Linked DNA regions of Zea mays: region 2 is linked to region 1. Evidence: chromatin contacts called from public Hi-C data. All regions are on one chromosome and are shown on one strand. Each heading gives the region's core, a stretch centred on a gene start, on an enhancer-like site or on the middle of the called end of the contact. The rest is flanking DNA. Distances are from core to core; before and after follow the strand shown. Region 1 overlaps LOC103654570 (DEAD/DEAH box RNA helicase family protein). Region 2 holds the start of LOC100384270.

Region 1 (4,493 bases), core at 311-2,810:
ATGGAAACTACATACCAGCAGACGAACTCTTGCTGGTTGTTTTTTGCTATTTTTATGGCTTACCTATACCTATGCGTCATGTTATCTTACCAACTTCCAACTTTACTCTTGCATTATTGCATTAGGGTGTCTGAAGATGCATATGTTTCAGAGGATGAGGATGATAATCAGAGTGAAGATAAATACGAAGATAGCTTCATTGATGATCAGGCAACTCCAACTGAATTTACACAAACTGAACAAGGTGATCGACACAATGGTGACATGATGGGTTTCTACAGGTATTATCAGATCATTAGCCAACTCATTTCCGGCACAGTTTTGGAATGATGTCCATCTAGATTGCATGTTTGTGGTTATTGTGTTCCTGGCATTCAATATGGCATCAACAAGCACAAGTGCTGAAGTTTTATAATCGATAGTTACAGTTCAAAATTACCGCGTTGTTTTACAACTGAAAACAAATGGATTTGCACGGTTTGATTATTATGATTAAGATATTCAGCCTGTAACATAGTTTGACATTATTTGCACGAGTTTAGTTCATATGTTTGCTATTTTTCCTGAAGCCAATTTCGTTTGATGTTTGTGCAGGCAATCGTTGTTTACTCAGTCCCCAGTAGTTCTACCCTCAAGGTACCTTGATGTTTCTTACAATTCTGCTTCTCGGACCGGAAATTCAAGCTATTCTTCAGAGGCTAGGCACAATTACACTGAGACTCCCAAAGAGATTCAAACACAACATCATACCATAAACCCAAGCCCATCGTACAGTTTTGTACAGGATCGATGTGAAAGAGGGATCGCCAATTGTGAATCATCGACTAAGCTGGATTGCAGAAAGAGAAGGCTAAGCTTCCAGCAACCTCTGGCGATCCCTGTTATAAACCTTGAACCAGAACCAGCACCAGAACCATCTCCACACGTCGCCAGCAGAGTCGCTGATCACCTATATTTTGATGATGGTTTCTTTGAGAACCTTGATCTTGATGCAATTGAAGCTCAAGCAACCGAACAGTGGAGACAGAAGACCACACAATCGACGCAGAAACCAGTGGAAATTAAGAATGCATCAGACATGAGTTTTGCACCTCCGTCATTCGATTTAGGTCTCTGATAGTGGTGGTAAAGTTAGCATCCATTCATGATGTCATCTAGCTGCAGTACCTAGCCATCTCAGAGCATGCTGAGAACTGCACAAGCAATGAGGTTTTCTGCAGAAGGCCCGAACCTGCATCACATGACAATGCCGCAGGATCTGGCATGTCTGCCGCTGTGATATTTATCGGCGCCCTGGAGCTGGAAGATGCGCTGGCGGCAGATTTTGTAGAGTATTTATCTCAGTACAGGCTCAATACACCATGTATATTCTCCTGTAAATACTGTTCGATGTATAAGGGTCTTATTGTATGCAGACATTTCAGAGACTTGATGTGTTAAACCCAGTGGCAAAGGTGACGTCAGTGTCGGTTTTTGTTGCGCAGGATTATCCTCGCTCTCGATGCTGAACCGACTGGTTTTGCATAGACGAGGCATCCGTGCAGCATGATGGCAACGTGGAGTTTGGTCAATAGGACGAGTGGTTGGTACATGATGCCTGGTTGCTTTCCGAAAACAGGCAATGTTTTGTGCAGTCTTGTCGATTTCTGTACATCTCAATTAACGTACGCGTTTTCGTACATTGGCGCGACAATGTGAGCACAGAGATTCTGAGGACAGTGCATTAAATCTAAGCGCGTTTTTAGTGGCTATGACTATAGGTTCGGCGTGACATGCAAGTATGGCTGACTATAAGTTCGGCGTGATATGCAAGTATGGGTGACAATGGACTTTAAATTTTATAATATAGGATTTAAATCTATAGCAAGTCAAAATTCATCTCAATTCATTCCAATCTACTTCAATCTACATAGAATTGGAATAACCGAACAAGGCCATAAGATTTAAGGATTAGATCATATTTATATTTATTTTGAACTAAAATTTATTTAGTGTCCTATCATTTTACACTATAGAGTGGTTCGAGCCGTAAAGTACGCATCCTATATTCTCTTGATACTCATCGATTGACGAACATAAAGATGACGAAAATTATAAGCAATGAATCTAACTGAGCATCACAACCTCTTAGACCCTCTTTTTCACTTGGTTATGATAGTTCTAGCATGTTGGTACCTATCGGTGTTTATGTTCCGATTGCGCACTACAGGGTAACCCATGTAGTGCTTTTGGGAGGACGACGTCGTTGATCGTAACTCGATGGAAGAAGCACGTCGGAACACAAGGGGATTATACAGGTTTGGGCCACCTGAATGCTTAACACCCTACGTCATGTTTGGTGATGAGTATTGAGTTTGCTTGGGGTGCACAGATTACAGATGATTCATGGTTGGCGATGGATAAGATCTATCGGTCTAATGGTGGGCGTGATTCGAAAGAGAGGGATATCGAGAGAGTTTTGTAGGGGTACCTCCACAACCTTATATAGACGGATGGGAAGGTATCTCTTTACAGATCGTGAAAGCTTATCTAATCACATCTGAGTCTATCTTCTGTCGTTGCGAGCGCTCCTGATCTTCTGGAGTCCGATCGCTTCCTTCTGAGTATCTTGCCATTCGGTTGTGCGCAAAACATGCTTTCAGAACATCACCCATCCTTCTGCGACAGGTGCGTACAGATAGCAGCCTTGCGCCAATCCTTCAGGATTGCTTCCAACTCCGAGCGTCATTCTCTTTGATGAAACCTATTTTGCCTGGGTGCGGCCCAATAGTATGCTTGCTGGACAACTTATTGGGGGCCCACTAGACAGCCCATTGAACATATTCATGCTACGAGGACCCATGGGATATCTATCTCCCACAAGCCCATGAGGCTCAAGCCAATTTTTGAGAGTAATTGGCTTGAGACTCTAAGAATGAGTCATGCTATTTGATTACATTTCTTCGAGTGCGACTTTGCCATGTTCGGGTCCATTGGGTGCACCGCAGGGTGTAGCCCCCCCGAGCTTCGAGCTGATTTGAGTATCAATCAACTAGAAGGTCCTTAGGATCTTATCTTCGCAGGATTTGTTTGACTTCTCTGGATACAAGTAAATCATGCTTCTGATCTGATGGTACCTTTAGGGTGACTAGGCCGATGGAAGGTCAACTGACTAAAATCTGGTTGACTGAACTCTAGTCGGGACGTGTTTGGTTAAAGCCGCCGACTGAATTCAACCGATAGAGGTCCAGTTGACTCAGGCTTGACCAGGATACTTCTGCCGATCTTCAAGTTTGTCATTTTGCATGATTGCCGTTTGATATTTTAAAGATTGTGTTTTAGAAATCCAATCTGTGCACCCAATGGGTGTGCATACCGTCTTGTCCAAAGAATAGTTGCTTGAGTTGACGAGGCATAATAATGCGTCTGAGCGGTTAATTTACTGCTCGTTGGTGCCATGTTACGCCAAAGGGTGATAGAAGCATACAATCTCTTGGAAGCCCATGCAACATTTGAGGGATGGGTACTGTTCATTATACGTCCGAAAGACTAAGAGGCGCTCCTTTGCCTCTTTAAATAGGCCATCGTGCGCTGCCAACTCCTTTACTCGTCTTTGTTTCTCTTTTCTCACTTCTTCCTCCAAAGACCCCGATGGCGGGAAAGAAAGATGGTAAGGGCAGGAGGAAGGCCAAAGGTGGGAAAAGGAAGCATCCTCCGACTCCCCCACCGGAGGACTTCATTGATTCGGAGCTCTCCAAGGAGGGGACTCCTCCGCCATCCCCCGAACCCTCGTCGCCCGTTTGCGCGGACGACTCCATGGGTCTATCGACAGAGGAGAGATCCTATCTCTACGGTATCGAGCGTGTCGGCCTCGATGACTCGGAGGAACCCGAGGATTTCGCGGAGGACGACAACGACGGGTAAGACAACTGTGATGAAGGTGGTGCAGCCGGCAAGGACGACAGCGACGGCGGCAAGGGCGACAACGGCGACGACGGTGCCAGTGGCGAGGTGACATTGACTTAAGTAGAAGTAGTAGGTGTAGTGTAGGGGTAGCAGTGGGGGCAGGAGTCTTTTGTAAGGATCAATTTATAATGAACTAATTTTGCTCATGTAATGACACCCCTCTTATATAATAAAGTCGTTGTTTCCTACCTTTTTGAGTACTGAGCTCTCTCTCTCTTTCATGCTGCGTTTGAGGTATGATCGCTGGTGTTGAGTTCTTCATTTTTCTCAGTTTCCTGTATCCTTGTGCTTTAGTATTGATGACTGACTTCTCCCGACCGACTTGTACGCCAAAATGAGTTCTTTGTCCAATTCAACTTGTCCGATTCATCACCTTTCTTTTCGATTCTAAAATATTGTCTCCCTAGTGCTGATGCTATGATAAGTAGGGGTAGTTATATATACGTGCTTATGCCTGACAGTTTTTGGCAGAAACCCTAGCGCTTCTTTCGCTGTAATCTCTTCCTTTGAAATTCTCCTACCTTAGTGACCCCGCTCTCGATTCTGTG
Region 2 (4,597 bases), core at 1,005-3,504, 210 kb after region 1:
TCAAATCTTGCGGCCACACTAATGAGGTATTTTGTTTCCCTTACTAAAGTTTAGTTCGTGTCACATCATATGTTTAAATATCAATTATGAATATTAAATATAGTTTAGTTATTTAGATAAAGACTAAACTACTAGATATATTCATTAAACCTAATAAAATATTTATAATTAGCACATGTTTACTGTAGCATTATATGAGGAATCATGGACTAATTAAGTTTAATAGACTCATTTTAATTTAGTTTTCTTTAGTGTAATTAATTTTATAATTAAACTATATTTAATACTTCTAATTAGTATTCAAACTATGGATGGAACGGGACTAAAAAATAACCCCTTAGATCAAACGGGTCCGGAGCACAATCGTACACACCTATTGCGCATTTAACTAGAAACTAACTAAAAAGGGAAGAAAAGTACCATTTGAAAGAAAGAAACATTTGGAATTCGTAAGGATTATTAGGTATAACAAATTAGCAATTTTGGCTCGTACAACTACGTCAACATGCCAAACACATGTTTTTATTTTCCATCATTTTATGATGTTATGCTTGTTCACATGACTGCTCCAGTTAATTGATCTTCTATTTCATACCTATGCATATATATGACACCAAGATTATATTCTAATTCAGAGCACAGTTACAACAACATTACAATAAGAATATATCACACATGTATTAGGGCATGTTTGGTTTCTTTAGTCCAAGGACTAAAGTTTAATTAGGGGACTAAAATTTAGTCATTATCCTATTTGGTTGTAGCAGCTAAAAGTATTTAGAGCACATTAAATAAATAATAAGAAGACCAAAATACCACCCATTCTCTCTCAATTAGTGGAACTAAAATAATTAAGGGGCAAAAAGTGAAATTAATATGGTTTAGTCTCATTTAGTCACCCTTTGATGGACTAGAGACTAAACTAGTTTAGTTCTTATTTTAGTCCCACCGTTTGATATTTATCGTGAGTTTGGTTGCCTGTATTTGCTGGTGCCTGCATCGCGGGATATAATGAGCTAGTGTTTGTTTGTTGTCAACGAGGATCTACGCGTGCGAGGTGTGTGTTTGGTTACATGCATGCAGATGTAGAGCGAGGCTTGTACGATACTCAAAGCACCCTGGGTCAGGGTCTGCAGGCGCGAGCAAATTGGTCGCATCTTTGAAACCAGGCTCCCGCGCGGCCTGGCTCATGCAACAAGGCTACAGGGAGAAGCCAACCAAACAGGCCTTAAAGACTAAATGAGAATAAAATAAAAGAACTAATCTTTAGTCACTCAAACCAAACAGAGACTAAATATTCGATAAAGTTTTAAGACACAACAATTACATAAAAACAAATTATATATATATATATATATATAATATATAGTCATGTACTCTTAGCCGGCATATAAGTTTTACCTTATCTCTAGTTTGTAGACGAGATGGATGAAGGAAACATCTTATACGAGACGCCGGACGACTATTAAAATTAGTGATTTATATTAGTAGAGATAAAGGTTGGGAAAACCAAAAATAACAGAAGAGGCCGTGGTAGGTTTCATCTCAAAATATGTGATCATTATTTGCAGCATTAATATCTGATTAGGACTAGCTAAAATTATACACCACTACTATACGATCAATTATTAAGCATGCCGTCCGCGTCTACCAGCCTAGCCTGTAGCTGCAGCTGGGTACAGTCCCAGCGTACAGCTAGCAAGCTCCCTTCCCCAGAACAAACTGGAATAAAAGCAGCATGGGAGGAAGGATGGTGACCATCAAATGGAAAAAAATTAATAAAAAAACACAAAGAAAAAACTGCATAAAAGTGTCTGAATTTTAGATAATTTGAGTCAACACGCATGTATAACCTAATTAGTATGAAATGTTGCTTTTATGATTTGTCTTTGTATTATAACAAATCATTTTTTTTTGTCTTTGCTTAACTATACAAATATTTTTTTTATTATTATCGTGCCAACACGTAATTAGATTTGTTAGGTTTATAATGTTGTCTTATAAATTCTTTATTCTCGAAACTACAAATTACAGACTATATCTATATAAAATACAATAAATCGTATATGTAATTTTAGTATTAAAAATATATAATAACTATTATCTGAAAAAAACTAAAATCCATATACCTGAATTTAGCAAAATCCCAACGGAAATAGGACAACGGGCACTCAAGTGAAGCGCACCTACCTACCTACCTACCTACACCTACCAAATACAGGCAGCGCCCCTCCCCTCCTCTCCCCTCGCTGCGGCTCTGCTTCGCAGCCAACCAACCACTCGACCGGGTGGTCCACCTCCCACCCCATCACACCACCACACCAACTCGGTCAAATGCATGGGCACGGGGCCATGGCTCACTCACAGGGATCCGGGTCAATGGGGCGGGCACCCTCGGCCCTCGCTCCTCCACGCTCTCCACCTCGACCCCTCTTTCGTATAAAACCAACCACTCCTCCCCCGCTCCTCCCCGGCTCCTTGCCTTTGTTCTGTTCTCCATTCGCGAAAGGCTCGCAGCAAAACCACGCCATCGATCGCCGCCACCAGTCCAGCATCCTCCGATCGACTACGTACTCCCACCCACTCCGGCAGCAGCGAGGCCTCTCTGTCTGTGCGCGGCGTGGCTGTCGTCGATCTCTGCCTGGCGGGCGGCCGGCATGGGGAGGTCCCCGTGCTGCGAGCAGGCGCACACCAACAAGGGCGCGTGGACCAAGGAGGAGGACCAGCGCCTCGTCGCCTACATCAAGGCCCACGGCGAGGGCTGCTGGAGATCGCTACCAAAAGCCGCAGGTGCGTAGGATGCGGATCAAGATATATGCATGCCATGCTTGTATGTTTCCAAGATGGGGTGAGTTTGATAGATGTGCGGGGCGGATGGACGGCTGTGCAGGTCTGCTGCGCTGCGGGAAGAGCTGCCGGCTGCGGTGGATCAACTACCTGCGCCCGGACCTCAAGCGCGGCAACTTCACCGAGGAGGAGGATGACCTCATCATCAAGTTCCACGAGCTCTTCGGCAACAAGTAGGCTGCCATGCCATGCATGTCCATAGAGATGAAATTAAAAAAAGAAGAACCGTTCCTGATCGCGTATGTGTATGCAGGTGGTCGCTCATCGCCGGGAGGCTGCCGGGCAGGACGGACAACGAGATCAAGAACTACTGGAACACGCACATCAAGCGCAAGCTCCTCGCCCGCGGCATGGACCCGCAGACGCACCGCCCGCTCGCCAGCGCGACCGCGGGGCAGCAGCATTACCAGCTGCAGGAGCCGCAGAAGCGAGCGGCCGGCGGCGGTCCAGCAGGCCATCCGCACCAGGACCACTTGGAGGTCGTCGTCATCTCGAACTCGCCGGACGAGGCCTACAGCCGTAGCAGCGACGACGAGCCGCGGTCCGCCACGCCGCCGCGGCGCCACCTCGACATCGACCTCAACCTGTCCATCAGCCTAGCGGCCTACCAGCCGCCGGAGGAAACCGGCATCATCAAGCAGCCACTGGTGATGAAGCAGGAGCAGGAAACGGCGGCGGGCGGCACCAATGCCGCGGCGGTGTGCCTGTGCCTCAACAGCCTCGGGTACCGGCCGGGCGTCGAGTGCGTCTGCGGCGACGGCAGCTCCTCCTCCTCCTCCTCGCACTCCCACTCCCACTCCCACCAATGGGCTCTGAATTTTTTACAGGCGGCGGCGCCCTGCTACAGAGGCCAATAGTGTAGTAAGAGCGATCAGTGACATCATTAAAATGGGAGCGTTATTACGATCGAGACTGAGGGTGAGGGAGGGGGGCAGAGCTGAGCAGGGATAGTAGTTAACTACAGCTAGTAGTAGTAGTAGTACGTAAAAGACACACATGCTTAGGCTTTAACAAGTCTCTGAAACACGCATCATGGGTTATGAGTTGTGCTCTCGTCTTGTCGTTTCAATTCGGAGGACAAAGTGATCATGCTATGCCCATGCCTCCTCAACAAATCATGCTTTAGAGTAGTTTGATCATCGATGATCTTCTTCCATCACCTATAGCTAGAGCAGATGTTCTCTTCTTGCGGCAAAAAAAAACCCCCCGCATCAGTAGTCATGTGCATGCATGGCTGATAATGGCCTGCCTTCTTCCTGCCTGAGATGCTGATGAAAAGCAAAGCGCAGTGACCACTTGGACGGTGCTTCGCTGGTGGCTATGGACAAGCCAGGTTACTGGATGTCTGCAGCCACACATGACCCACTTGGACGCGCGCTGCTCACAGAAACAGAAAAGCTGGGTGCCGGTTTTTGGCTTGGAAAAAGCTTGTCTAGCTTGTAGAGCGAGGGAAGGGGAACTGGGCATCGGAGCATGATGCATGCGAATGGGATTGATGAGATGAGAGATGCCCTTCCTTTCCTCTGGACTCTGTTGGTTGGTTAGGTACAGTAGGTAGGTAGGTACAAGGGGCGGAAGGGATGTGAATGCAAGGGATGAAAAGTGCCACGGAGCAGCGGCATGGATTGGTTGGGGGCCGCTTTTGTTTGGTTTCTTATTATTAATGGCCTACTTGTAACTGGTCGGAGCATGAGCATTTGAGTTGAGCATGCATGATGGTGGTGGTTGGTAGTCTATTGGCAGGTAGTGT

The links. Hi-C and Micro-C count contacts between places; a contact is called where the count stands out from the background.
Region 2: a Hi-C map of leaf shows a contact between it and region 1, with 7 times the contacts expected there. The contact joins the promoter of LOC100384270 here to the enhancer-like site in region 1. A contact is called at or near these places in 19 of 25 Hi-C or Micro-C datasets (bundle sheath, ear, endosperm and 6 more) and 2 of 3 datasets of contacts at active chromatin or transcription factors (leaf and seedling).

Annotation. Positions count from the first base shown.
Region 1 is chr4:212,981,986-212,986,478 of Zm-B73-REFERENCE-NAM-5.0, forward strand. It overlaps LOC103654570 (DEAD/DEAH box RNA helicase family protein), which reads left to right. Exons shown (of 22, transcript XM_008681414.2): 21 at 126-281; 22 at 595-1,633. The coding sequence ends at 1,117. Among protein-coding and RNA genes, the nearest start is that of LOC103654570, 29 kb to the left of the region's middle. Within about 2 kb of position 1,561, at least 14 of the 20 cell types and tissues checked have an H3K27ac peak or open chromatin away from gene starts, as enhancers often do. A contact at or near this core is called in bundle sheath, ear, leaf and 3 more, where this site is marked.
Region 2 is chr4:213,188,857-213,193,453 of Zm-B73-REFERENCE-NAM-5.0, forward strand. LOC100384270 reads left to right here and starts at 2,255. Exons shown (of 3, transcript NM_001176835.1): 1 at 2,255-2,790; 2 at 2,891-3,020; 3 at 3,101-3,900. The coding sequence starts at 2,335. The coding sequence ends at 3,447.